Regions from separate parts of the Mus musculus genome. Here region 2 is linked to region 1. The links are chromatin contacts, called in public HiChIP or PLAC-seq maps. All regions are on one chromosome and are shown on one strand. The core of a region is the stretch at or near the end of the contact, and the rest is flanking DNA. Distances in the headings are between cores, read along the strand shown.

The links. HiChIP or PLAC-seq counts read pairs in DNA pulled down with a chosen protein or histone mark.
Region 2: a contact with region 1 is called in an H3K4me3 HiChIP or PLAC-seq map of the SCID.adh cell line, with 9 read pairs. The contact joins the promoter of Ap3s2 here to the enhancer-like site in region 1. A contact is called at or near these places in 3 of 39 promoter capture datasets (all in embryonic stem cells), 1 of 484 Hi-C or Micro-C datasets (bone marrow-derived macrophages), 13 of 115 datasets of contacts at active chromatin or transcription factors (the SCID.adh cell line, bone marrow-derived macrophages, cardiomyocytes and 5 more) and 4 of 9 other capture datasets (adipose tissue, embryonic stem cells, liver and 1 more).

Annotation. Positions count from the first base shown.
Region 1 is chr7:79,756,695-79,759,394 of GRCm38.p6, forward strand. Wdr93 (WD repeat domain 93) reads left to right here. Exons shown (of 18, transcript NM_001381990.1): 6 at 1,716-1,831. Among named protein-coding and RNA genes, the nearest start is that of Wdr93, 15 kb to the left of the region's middle. Within about 2 kb of position 1,402, at least 18 of the 459 cell types and tissues checked have an H3K27ac peak or open chromatin away from gene starts, as enhancers often do. A contact at or near this core is called in the SCID.adh cell line, adipose tissue and liver, where this site is marked.
Region 2 is chr7:79,919,260-79,921,966 of GRCm38.p6, forward strand. It overlaps Ap3s2 (adaptor-related protein complex 3, sigma 2 subunit), which reads right to left and starts at 1,381. Exons shown (of 6, transcript NM_009682.3): 1 at 1,250-1,381. The coding sequence starts at 1,318. 5430400D12Rik (a long non-coding RNA gene) reads left to right here and starts at 1,390. Exons shown (of 2, transcript XR_003946805.1): 1 at 1,390-1,680; 2 at 1,790-2,707.

The DNA of each region.
Region 1 (2,700 bases), core at 152-2,651:
CTTTCACTGCAGTTTGTTTGCTTTCTTAATCATGGTTCCCCCAAGGCGGAGGATTTAGGGGGAAGCTAGCACAGGAGCAGGCTCTGTCTCAAGAACTGTAGGGTCCCAGGTTGACTCATTTTTGCTGGATTTAGCTTAGATCACAGCTTCCTCCAGTCTGGCTCCAAAAATCCTGTGCTCAAGTAATCCTCCTACCTCAGCCTCCAGAGTAGTTGTCACTCCACGTCTACATTATGATGCCTAACTTGGTTTTTCCCATTTAATCCTCTGTAAGGAGCAAGCCACCAAGTCCAGACAACAAGGGAGGCAATTTAGGTGTCTCCCAGAAGCAGGAGAATCAAAGACTATTTATACATGTGTTAAAACTACTACTGTAGTTAGATGTTTGGGGGGGGGGGGCTACTTTGACAAGATACAGTATCTTAGTTCTCCTTAAAGTTTTGGGTGTTTTGTTTATTTTGTTTTTTGTTTTTTGTTTGTTTTGGTTTTGGTTTTTCGAGACAGGGTTTCTCTGTATATCCCTGGCTGTCCTGGAACTCACTTTGTAGACCAGGCTGGCCTGGAACTCAGAAATCCGCCTGCCTCTGCCTCCCAAGTGCTGGGATTAAAGGCATGCGCCACCACGCCCGGCTCCTCCTTAAAGTTTTATGTGCCAGTCTTAGCACCTGTTTCCTCATCTGGCCAGCTGCAGTTACGCCTATGTCAACAGAGCACACTTTATTCAAATGTTTAGTAGTTTGATTTTTCAGCTTTTACACATTTAGACATATAAATAGTTTATATAAGCCTGGATCTATACTTCTTACCCCAAAGGACCCCCAAATGCTAAGTGTTTGCAGAAGATAGAGATTTTGTAGTGCTTTTTGTATCAAAGGACATGTTAGGGGCTGGAGAGATGGCTCAGCAGTTAAAAGCACTCTTCCAGAGGATCCAGGTGTGATTCCCAGCATCAGTATGGAAGGAACAACCGTATGTACCTCTAGTTCCGAGGCCCCTGCAGGTACCAAGGACATATATAATGTGCAAACATATGTGTAGGCAAAATGCTCATGTATTCATGGCCTCTGCTGTCATATCAAGGAACCACAGAGTGGATAGCTTAAAATGATGGCTTTTACTCCCTTGTGGTTGTGGAGCAAGATGTGTGAAATTAAGGTATCCAGATGGTTATGTGTTTAATGGGACATTGAGGCAGGATCCTGTTCCATGAGAGAGCAACCTTTCCCAGATGGGTCTATATTCAGAACAGGAGCTCAGCCTGATCTTGTGATGAGAGGAGGTTCTTTAGCCTCCCCATAAATCTTATGTTGGTCAGAGAATTCTTTGGGGTCTGTCCCATTAGAACTCTCCCTTTGCTCTAAGCCTCTCTTACTATGCTTACGTGTCCCCTAAGTGGCAATGTCAACTCTAGGGCAGAATGTCAGTAGAACTATTTGCGACACCGAAAACATGGGACTTGGCAAAAATGGCAGTTTGATTAAAAACCGAGTTGTGCCAGTGTTGTCGAAGCCCCTGCCTACATTAGATAGCAGTGGCTTGAGAGCTCAATTCTCCATGCAAACATCGCTCAGTTTACACAAGCCCCTTCCACAGGCACTGACTGCAGAGGGTCTGGGACTTCAGGCCAGCACTTGTGAGGAGACAGATAGTCTCCAGCTGAAACTTGCCACACCACTCCATTGCCCAACGCTTGTTTGTTTGGTTTCCCAATGCAGGAGCCGGGGATGTCTGGCTGGAAGTGTATAAGTTGCCCAAGGAGATTTGGCTAAAGGAAATGGAGCACCCCCAATCGACTCTAAATCAAAAGAAAAAAGCCAAACAGCTGCAACTGGTAGGAACAGCCTTTTTAATCAATATATTTCTCTCTACACTTAGCTGAAATCTAGCCTAAATTCTCCATGGAACTATCAAGGCCACTGGAGGTTTGACAAATGGCAACAGGAACAGTGGACAGCTTCCAAAACTGGATTACTTTAGATAAAATATTAGTAAGGAGAGATGTCTTGAGCAACAGAGGTTCCGTGTCTCTCTTGACTTGGACTTCTGTTCCTGAGACTGCACCCAGACCTTTCTTGTGGGAGGGGAGTGTCTTTTATCCTGTGTCCTGTCTCACAGGTACCTTTTCCTACTCCTGGTTGGAAGCAATCCTTGAATGTTTCAGGTTCTATTATGTTTACCAGAGTGTGGCCTTTGTTTTTCTTTTTTAAGATTTGTTTGTTTGTTTGTTTATGAATGCACTGTAGCTGTCTTCAGACACACAAGAAGATAACATTGGATCCCATTACAGATGGCTGTAAGCCACCATGTGGTTGCTGGGAATTAAACTCAGGACCTCTGGAAGAGCAGCAGTGCTCTTAACCACTGAGCCATCTCTCCAGCCACTTTTGTTTTTCTTAGTAGGTAGCAACTTAACTATTTCAGTTGGCTTGAGATATAATTTCTCAGTAAAGATTAAAGCTTATTTTACTTAAGAATATAATATAAATATGCATGTATTAGTTTTCTTTTTAGAAATCAACTATTTTTTTGGGGGGGGGGTGTTCAAGACAGGGTTTCTCTGTGTAGCCCTGGCTGTCCTGAAACTCACTCTGTAGACCAGGCTGGCCTCAAACTCAGAAATCTACCTGCCTCTGCCTCCCAAGTGCTGGGATTAAAGGCGTGTGCCACCACTGCCCAGGGAAATCAACTATTATTAATTGA
Region 2 (2,707 bases), core at 131-2,630, 160 kb after region 1:
TTAAGTAGCTGTATAGTGATTTTTAGCTCAGTGAAAAACTTAGAAACTAGGAGAAACAAATGCACGTGCAAATTGAAGTTGTAAACCCTGTCTTGAAAAACATAAACAACAAAAAATTGAAGTTGTATTCAGTGTTCTATTTAAAAACGTAGTTGGAAAATCCTATTTTAAAAAGCAAATACTTTTCATTTATGATGAAAAAAGGAATAAAAGACCCAGAGACATTTCTGTTTGTTTGTTTGTTTTTCAAAACAAGGTTTCTCTCTAAAGCCCTGGCTGTCCTGGAACTCACTGTGTAGACCAGGCTAGCCTCGAACTCAGAAATCCACCTGCCTCTGCCTCCCAAGTGCTGGGATTAAAGGTGTGTGCCAGAACCGCCCGGCAAGACATTTCTTAACGTGTACAAAAGGTGGGGCTGAAGCCTGAAAGTCTTCTGATTTTATTCCCTCTCAGACAGAACCAGTCTCTCAGGAGGATATTTTGAAACCTAACCACGAATAAAATATTGGGGTACAGAAGGCAAAGAACGGCATCTGCGTTTCCCCAAAGGAAATGTTTCCAGAAAATTCAAATGTGCACGAACATTGCTGAGGCATTCCATGATGGCATTTGTTTATTTGTTTAATTATATGATTTCTTAAGATGCGGTCTGGTGTAGCTCAAGCTGGCTTAGAACTAGCTGTGTATCTGAGGATAACTTTGAAGTCCTGATCCTCTCGCCTCCATCTCCCGAGTTCTGAGCTTTGAGGTGTGCACCACTACAACTGGCATCTTGTAAAAATAGCTCATTTCCCCCTAATTTTAAAAGAGACTTTCTGCAACCTTACAGGATAAAAAGTATCCCAACCCTGATAAGTGCCAGCCAATGCTGAAGCAAGTGATTCCACGAAAGAACTTCTCTCCATGCCCTTGAGAAAAAATAAACGTAAAAGAACCCAACGACCAGATCATCACAAAACTACGCTCATCAATTTAAAAAACAAAACAAATACAGAAACAAAAAACTAAAGACAGAGGCTGTCACCCAATATCTCAATGCGGCACACTGTGTACTGAGTCTGTCCCTAAGACCCAAGGGAAAGTGTCACAAAACACAGAAAAGCCAAGATCCAGGAAGGATGAGGGAGGAGCAGGGGGGTGGGTCATGCACGGTGCCAGAGCAGGAGATGCTGCTGAGCGCGGCTGCGGGCCGTGGGGAAGGGATGGCTCTGGTGCTCCGCAGGGGCATGGTTGGTGGGGCTGCACTCACAAAACGCTGGTAGAAGCGGACCAGCCGCGGTTTTCCATGGTTGTTGAAAACCAGAATCGCCTGAATCATCTTTGCCGGTCCCGCTTCTCTCGGTACCACCTGCTCCAAGAACGCACCTTCTTCCGGCACAACACGAACACTTCCTGTTGGTGTCCCGCTGAAAGCTGCTCCCGGAAACTTAGTCTCGGTACCCCTGGGCACCGAGCACTAAAGTGTCCTGCCGCTCTGGCACCCTGAGAGGTCGGCGCGCTTTCCTGGGGAGCACGGCTGTAGAAGCCCAGGAGCACGGTCGCCTTGGCCAGCCTGGGAACGAATCCAAGCCTGGCTGGGACTGAGCCCCTCATTCTGGTTCCATCCTGGAGCCAACCGTGTCGGCAGCAAGCATCGAGACTGGCAATTCCTGCCAGCAGCCGCGCCAGTTTGAGGGACCAGTAGGTGTTTGTGTTTCTTCTTCTAACCTTGGACTAGCAAAAGCTAGGCTTTTATGTTGCAGTGAATTAGGCAAAAGTCTGCCAGTCAAACGGTCATTCTCTCCTTTAGATGGTGAAAGTTGACATCATACGGGATCTCTCATCCAATCCCACATAAACGGAACGGTTGGTCTCAAACTGGTAACACCTTTTCTCATTTATTTATTCATTTAGTTATTCGTTTGTTTGTTTATATGTTATCTTTCTTTGAAACGGAGTCTCACTGTGTCGCCCTGCCTGGCTTTGAACTCAGAGATTCGCCTGCCTCTGTGACCCTAAATGCTGGGATTAAAAGCCTGCACCACCACATACATCCCTGGGATTTTAGTAAATAAAAATTCAAATGACTATTGCATTGAAGTGGGACAAAATGATTCAAATGTTGGACGGAAATGTCAAAGACAATTCTAAAACAGAGTAGCAAGAAGGAACCAGCTTTGCCCACCAATCAAACCAAGCAGGATAATTTGAAGTATGTTTTAAAGTTACATTTATATGGATTTTTTTGGAGAGGACCCACGCGCCTGCAACGGTGCATGTGTGGAAATCAGAGGACAATTTGGGGAGTCAGTTCTCTCTTGCTGTGTAAAAGATCTAATGTAAGCCATCAGACTTGGCAGTGCCTTTACCTCACAAGCCTCAAATCATAATTAAAAGGTGAAGTATTATTGAACTATAACACAATAGTCTGTGGTAAACAATTTTAAAGATTTAATTTTAATTATGTTGTATGTGTATATGTCCAAATGTTGCTTCAGGTGCCCTCAGAGACTAGAAGAGGCCACCTTAGAGCTGGAGTTTATAAGCAGCTGAAGTGAATGCTGGGAGCAACTCCAGTCGTTTGGAAGAGATGTAGTCTTTCCAAGCCCTTGGCATGAAATAATTTTAATATATGATGTAGGGGCTATCATAGTTTGGCTGTAGGAAGGAATTCCACAAGTGCTATTGAGATAACTGATTAACACTTTGAAGAAAAAGCAGCTTAGTT